3 separate regions of the Mus musculus genome follow, and regions 2 and 3 are each linked to region 1. A link is a contact called in public Hi-C data. All regions are on one chromosome and are shown on one strand. Each heading gives the region's core, a stretch centred on a gene start, on an enhancer-like site or on the middle of the called end of the contact. The rest is flanking DNA. Distances are from core to core; before and after follow the strand shown.

Region 1 (2,700 bases), core at 10-2,509:
CTTTGCATCAGGGATGGGGCAAATATTGGGTTTTATTAATCATTGTATTATTTTTTCCTGCATTATATAAGGAAATAAAAAAATAAATAAAGGAATGAAATGAAGAGAGAGTTGAGTTAAATCTTGCTGAATACAAATTCTAATAGAATTGTCAATACCCTCTCCAGTCATCACCAAATGCACTGCCTTGTCGTTTTCCTTCCTTAGGACCTCATAAGATGATATGAAGAAGGTTGGCTGTTTTCCTAATGTTGCCATGACAGGATTCCCGTGAAACCCTGAGAATGCATACATATAAAAGGCTACTAAATTATACATATTTTTATTTTGTATAATGAAATAAAATAAATGTAAGGAAGTTCTGGAATTTAGAGCTAAAAAGGCCTTCAAACAGCATCATTGTGTCTATTCACTTTGGCTTAACGAGATGGAAATACAGGGAGGTAAACTGCAGTGACCAAATGTATAACAGCTTTAAAGATGGGTCTATAGAATATTGAATTTCTCATTTAGAATAGATTTTTGCATTTAAACCAAGTTAATATCTCGACATTCTTTCTTTAGTACTCAAGGCCAACACAAGGTTGGAAGGGCTTAATAAGAAAAAGAAAAGAAAGTCATATGCATAATATTGAATAAATACATACATAGAACAAGAATATAGTCTACAATATTTTAAAAAGCTGAAAAGTAGAGAAAATATTCAAAATACTATATAGCAACAATATTTGTTTGCATTAATATTCCTCAGACCTGTCTATTATTTTGAGATTATTGAGTTAGTGATAGCAAAAGAATCTTCTCTAATAATATGCTAAATTTTTAAAAATTAATATATATTTTACTTAATAGTTAAATGAGGAATTTTCCCCAGATTAAAGACATCACCATTGGCTATTTTTGACAGGTATTTACGTGTAGACGCAGAGCCATGACCACTTAAGCTACCTCAGACATCACCAGGCTCATAATGAGAAATGAGAGTGTGAGCACTAAGTCAACAGACTTGAAGGAAGCCAATGCTTCCTGGGTACCAGTCACTGAGGGTAGTGGGAATATAAAGAATAAACATGGGTTTTCCTTACACTTTGGGGGGAAAAAGTAAATGGAAAATAAGAATCCAGTGTCATGCTGATAACGGGGGGTTGAATAAAGGACCTCTGCATCTTTTTCAGGGGGCTGTTGTGGGGAGACATTTGCAGAGGAAGTGACTTCAAGGTGCATGCTGAAGGATGAATCAAATGAGGAAATCATCAGAACAATGTGTACAAGATGAAGAGACAGCAAAGAAGGTGCCACAGCTTTGTTAGACCTAAAATGAAGATGGAAGATAGCATCTTTTGAGATTTGACAGACAAGGACCCATACATGCAAAAACATGTATTTTCTGCTGCAGTTGAGCAATGTTTATATCAAGAGGCCCTTTGTCTTAACCAGTTTGCTCTGCTAGAATAGGATCTGATATCTAGGGTCGGTAAAAACAGAACATTCATTTCTTATAGATCCAGACGCTCAAAGTTCAAAGTCAAAGTTCTGACAGACCTAGTATCGGCTGCGGATCCTCCTTCTCCCACTGTGTAGACAGATATCTTTTTATTTCAGATATTTGGTACCTAAAGGAGAGAGGAGAGAGGAAAGAGAGACAAAGAGAAAAATGAAGAGATGTGATGAAGCTATGCTGTACACTTTAAAAGACACAAATTGAATTTTGAGGAATTCACTTTTGTGATTAATTTACTTCCTATGGGCTTTATCTCCAAAACCTTCATAGTGATGGTTAGAATTTCAAAAAAGGACTGTAGGTTATCATATACATTCACTCCTCAGACACTAAAGAACACGTCCTTCATGTGAGGAGCAATATGACCTTGGTTCTGTGGATAGGGTTGACTTCAGGGAGGAAGAAGCAGGCACTGTAAGCTATGAAACACCAGGTCAAACACCTGAGTCTGGGTGAGGCTCTGATTGAGATGATGGGAAGCAGAGTTCTCGATTGTATAAACAAGGATGGGTACCAATTCCTAAGCTGAGAGCAGTATAGACATCCCATCAGTATTCGCCCATGTAATTTGTTTTCATATAAATATATGTGCATGCTTTAATATATCTTAAAGAAAAAAGGCAAGGAAGAAAATCCTTGAACCTAGAGGTGGATCAGAGATTAAGAGCACTTGCTACGCACACACGCATGCCCGCACCTCTATACACAGATACACACATATATGAGGTGTTTTAAATTATTTTTCTTTAAAATATTATTGGTGATATCTAAGTACTCAAATACTTCCTTAGTAGCTATATTCTCCATTTTTTAAATGTAATCTTTCAAAATAGATCCCATTTTCTGTTGTGTATAATATAGCCCCATCACTGCTATGTCGGCATTAATTTTCATTTGTAAATACCTTTATAATTTCAGAGCATGCTTACTTCTCAGATTTCAAAATCTTTATGGCTCCCCACCTTTATTCTCACACTTTCTGATCTTCTCCAAAATGACTCTGAAAGAGGGCAGTTGTAACATCTTCCTGTTACAACCAGCTCTGTTCTTTTTGTCTGACCCTGCTTCCACAGGTAAACAGCTCTTTAATATCCAACACAGTAGTCACTAGCCACATGTACCTATTACCATTAAAATCAAATATATTAAACCATTTAATCTCTGAGTCATGATGCACTATAATTCCAGCATTTGGAAGG
Region 2 (2,700 bases), core at 8-2,507, 360 kb after region 1:
TGGCAGCATCCAGGTAGGCATGGTGCAGGAAGAACTGAGAGTTCTACATATTATTCTGAAGGCTGTTAACAGAATACTGACTTCCAGGTATCAAGGATGAGAGTCTTAAAGCCCACACCCACAGTGACTTTTCTATATGGTTACGTCTTTTAGTGGTGTGTTTTCTATCCCCTCTTCTAACATTACAGAAGTACAATTGACAAATAAAAAAATATGTATGTTCAAGGTATTCAATGCCATGACTTGATAAGCAGATGCATTAGAAACGATTATAATAAACATCTATTATTAACCACACATTATTAGCATCTCCTTTCATAATATTCTTTCTTTTCACATGGCCATTTATTATTATAATACTAATAATAAAGTTCATGAATATGCAGGGAGAAAAATCTTAGTTTCTGACATCCTCTCAGGCTGTAGGATGATGGCTCAGAGAACATTTGAGCTTTGCTGATCTCACCTCCCAACGAGTCTTGCTCACTCTTTCTGCTCTTTTGACTCTCCAAACCTAAGTCAGGTGTTTCAGATGTGCGGACAGGGGGACAATCTGATTCACATTGTTCATACAGCAGAGTATGAACTACCCACAGTGTTTGGATGACTTGTGGAGAAGCTGAGAAGGAGCCCTGCAGTCCAGTGTCTCCCTTTCTCTGAGCACACTCTGCTGGAGCTGCAGCCACACCCAGCACCTCACAGCTTGCAGCAGAAGATTCTCAGTCTGTAGTACCGGTGTTCTAAATTTCCTAGGTTTAAGTGTCACATACAGTTTAAAGTTTTCATATTTGCAGTGGATGCTTCCCTATACTGACAAGTCCCCCTTTTCAGAACCAGTGTTGACGGGCTCTGCTTCACTGCTCACAGCTTCTAGATGTCTTTAAAATGTAGCCACATAGAGATTGGATCGGCTGGCAGAAGTGTTCATGGTACAGCCTGTACCTTCTTAGAGGCGCATATTTAATTAATTAAGAAAAAATAGCATTCCACAGGAAAAATGGGGGAGGAGGCTGTGCAAGATCAAACTTCCCGATGAACTCCTTAAGCCATTATGAATGACCCTAAACCACAAACAATGCAAAAGTTCTTGGGAAATTTTGCTTAACTGGCACTCCAATGCATATTAACTATGAAGCAAGACCCTGCCAAAAATATCAACCAGTCACCGTGAGTGAATGGGAGAATAGAACGCAGACACAAGAAGAAAAGCATGTTTCCGTGTCAGTCTTAAGCTTCTCTTCAGTGGCGAGAGCAGCTTGCTGCTTTTCACAGCCGTGACATGTACAGCGGGGGACGCACACCTGGAGCACATGGCGCAGCTGTCTGCAGCTGCACCTGCAACTCAGTCAGGTATGACTATGGCCGGGCATGCGTACTGAATTACAGAGCCTCCTAAAGCCAGAAAGAGCCAGTCGGGCAAAAGAGCCGATCCTGGTTCCATGCACGACCTGCTGGCTTGCTCAAAACCTCAAACCCCTCCTAAAGAAGACCCTGTGGGCCTGGGATCTAGACAACAGTATGCTCTAGAAATGCTCCATAATTCAACTTCACGATTTGATCTAAAACACCACATATTGAAACAACCTTTGGCAGCTTTTTCCAGCTCATGCTCCTCAGATGACCAGGAAAGGTACAAACAACAGTCAAGACCCCGGAGCATCTTTTGATTTATCAAGGAGCCTAAGAAAAACTGCATTCACCAGTTACAACACTCGGGGAGAGGGAGCTGTTGTTGCTTGCTGGCTGTTTGGTTGATTAGCTTGTTTGTTTATGTTGTATTGGCTCCATATTCAATCATAAAAATAGATTAATTTCTTTAACAAACAGAAAATAAGAAAATGAACTATTGTTTAAAAGTATTTTCGGATACTTTATTCCTCATTTGCAAGAGGTCATTTTTCCTTTTGGGGAAAAAAAAAATAAAGACGAAAATGACTTCTGGTAGATTCTGCGGCCTACACAGCAATTATTCTTCATCACCCCCATTTTGTATTAGGAAAAGACCCCTCCCCCAGTGTGAATCACCGTTCATTGGATCTGACACCTGCTTCTAAGATCAGCATCTGATCCAGGTCAGAGTGCTGGAAACATCACCACCCTCAACAGGAATGACTGGTTCCACTCTGTGAAGATGAGCCTTGTCAGCACAACAAAGACATCAAACCTCAGCCCAGAGATCTTTCTAGAATGATTAAGAAAGAAAGAAAGAAAGAAAGAAAGAAAGAAAGAAAGAAAGAAAGAAAGAAAGAAAGAAAGGAAGGAAGGAAGGAAGGAAGGAAAGAAGAAACCCGAGGCACCATAACTACATGAGCAAAAAATCTTTTCACAAGAGGGCATTGCAGAGGAACATGGGCACCAAGCAGTCATGCCTGTGAATGACGTCACTGGGTAAATTTACGTTTATTAAGTCTGTCTCTTCCTTCCTTCCTTCCTTGCTTGCTTGCTTCATTTTGCGGACTCCAATCTGAAGAGGGAGCCAACCAAGCTCATAAAATACAGATCACTGGGCTAGTGGGCTGAGGCATGACATCATCTAAAGATGTCTCACCGTTCTTTCTAGAGGGATGGCTCTGATGGCTAATCTTCATCATCAATTTTATTGGCGTATTGGTTACTTTTCTATTGCTGTGATAAAACACCATCACCAAGGCTATTTAAATTTAGAGGGAAAGTTCATATAGCTTATGGTTCCAGGGGGAT
Region 3 (2,700 bases), core at 160-2,659, 410 kb after region 1:
TTCTTGCATTTGAGACTTATCTAAATCACAGCACATCAAAGGAATATCCCATTTAGAATCAATGGGCAGCTCTGCCCTACTAGGTCGTGAGCCTTCAGCCTGCTATTTATGTATTTTGTTTTACATCTCCGTTCAGATCTACTTTCTACCTATCCATTTCTAATTGGGATTCTGCCAGGTACTTTAAAGCATCCGAGTCCTTTCCTACCCATTCTTTAAGATGCTTACTTGAGCATCTTACACATCCCTCACAGGCTTTTATTTGTGCATAATTCTTTGGCACTGCAGGCAGCATGCTCTGAAACAGTTGTTGGGCTTTCTGTGGCCCCCCAAACCATCCTGAGAAGTAAGAAGAATACAGGCAACGTGGGAGCATCTTGAAGTATGTGGTGCCTGGAGGGGTAACGTGTGCTGCTCATTTAATGAATTATCACCTTGGAAGAATAGATTGTAGCGAAGGTGTTCCTGGTGGCATGGAACACAAAAATAGGACGCGGATTCCGTCTGTTTCAGCACTATTTGGCACAGTCAGCACTCTCTAGTTAGACTGGTTTAAAATTGATAACCCAGAAGATGTTTTTAGCCAGTGTTTACAGTATGTAAAGATGCTGTTTAGATTACATGACAGCAGAAACCACAGTACTTCAGGAACTTCCAAATAGAATGTGATTGGTGTGTTTGGTCTTGGAAAACCAAAATGCCTCTCTGGTTCTCTGGTATCTCTTGCTAGAATTCCCAGGGATTTCAAATCCAATGTTGAATTTTCTAAAATCTGTGCTTCAGTAATAAATCCATATGTTTAAGATCTAAATATAAAAAAAAAAAGTAGAAATCACACTTGAATGTCTGGTTTTAACAATGTAGCTATCAGTTAGTTACAATTATAGGATGCCCAGAAGTGCACAGCCACAAAACTAATTTACTCATATTCAAGATATTGTTATTATTGTTATCACAATGCTACAACTTAGGCGTGATTGTCTTTAATTTACAAGTAAAAGAACAAAAAGCTACCAGCTGAAAACATGTCACCTCTCCTCTCAAATCTACATTTTGACCCTTCCATTACACTCCTGTCTATCTGTCCTGTATTAAAGGATGTTCTGAAAAGGCATGGCAGCCTCTACACATGTCACATGGGCATGAAGAGTCAACTTGCTACTCTCTTGCTGCTCCCACCTACAAGAAGCAATGCCTTACTACGGAATGAATGGCTCGGCCACCTGTGTGAGCCATTTATGTAGGTATCTGTGCTGTGGAAACCAGCTACAGTCATATTTCAAAACCAGGGCTTTACTGTTTCAAGAACTCAAGACTCAGGCTATTTTCACAGAAGCTGTTCTTGCCTACTTCTGAGCAGAAAAAGGAAGAGGTTTGAAAAGGAAAAAAAAAAAAAACCAAGCAAACAAAAAAGAAACAGAACAGCTACTTCAAGGCAGACAAAGCCTGCTAGATGGCTGTAGCAGAGACACTTGCTTCTGGAAGGCTCTCCAAAAGAGTTCCTCTGTCAGCTCCTCGACACATCTCTGCACGTTGAGTTCTCTCAAGGAAAGGATCTCATTTCTGTGACACCACAAGTTAAAGTCATCAGTTTCATTGTCTGGGGCCATTGTCCTAAAGTGAGTTATTCACTGTGAGTCAAGTATTAAGACTCCTAAAGCAGAAAACTTAAACAGTGTGCTTGAGAAACACCAAGCCAATTTGTGAAAGTGACATTTCCTAGCTTAAGGGTTGTTCTTGCCTGATCTATTTCCATTAGAGTATCAATTTTTAAGTCTTCTCTGATATAGAAGTAACCTATTATCCTTCAGATGAGGGATTACTAACAAGTTTATGATTTGGGCCGCAATTATGGGTTATCAATAATTGCTTTGTTTGAGCAAACAGATTTCAGCAATTTCTCACCAGTAAAATATTGCTCTCCTGACCTCTACCCTTCAAACTGAAAAAACAGGAGCTAAGTCTGTTGTTAGCAGGTGTGGTCGCCTCAGAGATCCTAATCACAACGGAGTTGTGAATTTTCAAGAATTTCCTTTCTCCTCGGGCCTGAGCTGATGCAATACCCTTCTCCTGAGGAATTCAAATGATTTAGCCCCTCTTCTGTCATTAGCACTCCCTGCTCTGTGGGTTGGGAGGAGATTCAATATGATGCCTGCGATCACATACCTTCAGGAGGGAGCAGATGGTCTGTGTTAGGGTGAGGGGTGAGGAAGCTGACTTGGTGGCCATCCAAGCCAGTAGCAAAGCTAGGCCTGAGTGGGAGCATAGACCAGAGTTACACATCCAAACTCTCGCCGTTCCTTTTCTGCTTTTAAAATTGTTTTAGAAACAATGGGAGAGTAGCCTTGGGACTCCCTTTACACTTTGATCCTTCCCTGCCCTACAGAAATCTAATTATTCTTGCATGTAACGTTGACTTGTTTTGAGTTCTGTTTTCACTGATCTATCATATTTAGTTTTTAGTTTATTCTCTTTTGTCCTAGAGGGGAAATTTTACGGATTTCAGCTTCTCCTAAGAGCAATTCAGGAGGATATCCACAATAGGTTTTGTAAGTCTGATCAGTCTCTGCATAAAAGCTGCAGCTGGAAAAATCACCGGTTTCAAGTGAATTATTTCCTATTTAATGAGTCCATGTCTTTGGACTCATTAGCTCTTAACACAGTGCAGTAAAGTCCTTTAAAGACTTCTGACCAAAAAAA

The links. Hi-C and Micro-C count contacts between places; a contact is called where the count stands out from the background.
Region 2: a Hi-C map of double positive thymocytes shows a contact between it and region 1, with 3 times the contacts expected there. The contact joins two enhancer-like sites. A contact is called at or near these places in 3 of 484 Hi-C or Micro-C datasets (cortical neurons and double positive thymocytes) and 1 of 115 datasets of contacts at active chromatin or transcription factors (thymocytes).
Region 3: a Hi-C map of double positive thymocytes shows a contact between it and region 1, with 5 times the contacts expected there. The contact joins two enhancer-like sites. A contact is called at or near these places in 1 of 15 datasets of contacts at CTCF or cohesin (thymocytes), 2 of 484 Hi-C or Micro-C datasets (CD4 T cells and double positive thymocytes) and 2 of 115 datasets of contacts at active chromatin or transcription factors (double positive thymocytes and thymocytes).

Annotation. Positions count from the first base shown.
Region 1 is chr17:52,310,775-52,313,474 of GRCm38.p6, reverse strand. Gm41600 (predicted gene, 41600) reads right to left here. Exons shown (of 3, transcript NR_169078.1): 2 at 1,543-1,613. Among named protein-coding and RNA genes, the nearest start is that of Gm41600, 7.6 kb to the right of the region's middle. Within about 2 kb of position 1,259, at least 10 of the 459 cell types and tissues checked have an H3K27ac peak or open chromatin away from gene starts, as enhancers often do. A contact at or near this core is called in double positive thymocytes, where this site is marked.
Region 2 is chr17:51,955,083-51,957,782 of GRCm38.p6, reverse strand. The region is part of intron 2 of Gm20098 (predicted gene, 20098); the gene reads right to left. Among named protein-coding and RNA genes, the nearest start is that of Gm20098, 74 kb to the right of the region's middle. Within about 2 kb of position 1,257, at least 5 of the 459 cell types and tissues checked have an H3K27ac peak or open chromatin away from gene starts, as enhancers often do. A contact at or near this core is called in double positive thymocytes, where this site is marked.
Region 3 is chr17:51,898,355-51,901,054 of GRCm38.p6, reverse strand. The region is part of intron 1 of Gm20098 (predicted gene, 20098); the gene reads right to left. Among named protein-coding and RNA genes, the nearest start is that of Gm20098, 17 kb to the right of the region's middle. Within about 2 kb of position 1,409, at least 26 of the 459 cell types and tissues checked have an H3K27ac peak or open chromatin away from gene starts, as enhancers often do. A contact at or near this core is called in double positive thymocytes, where this site is marked.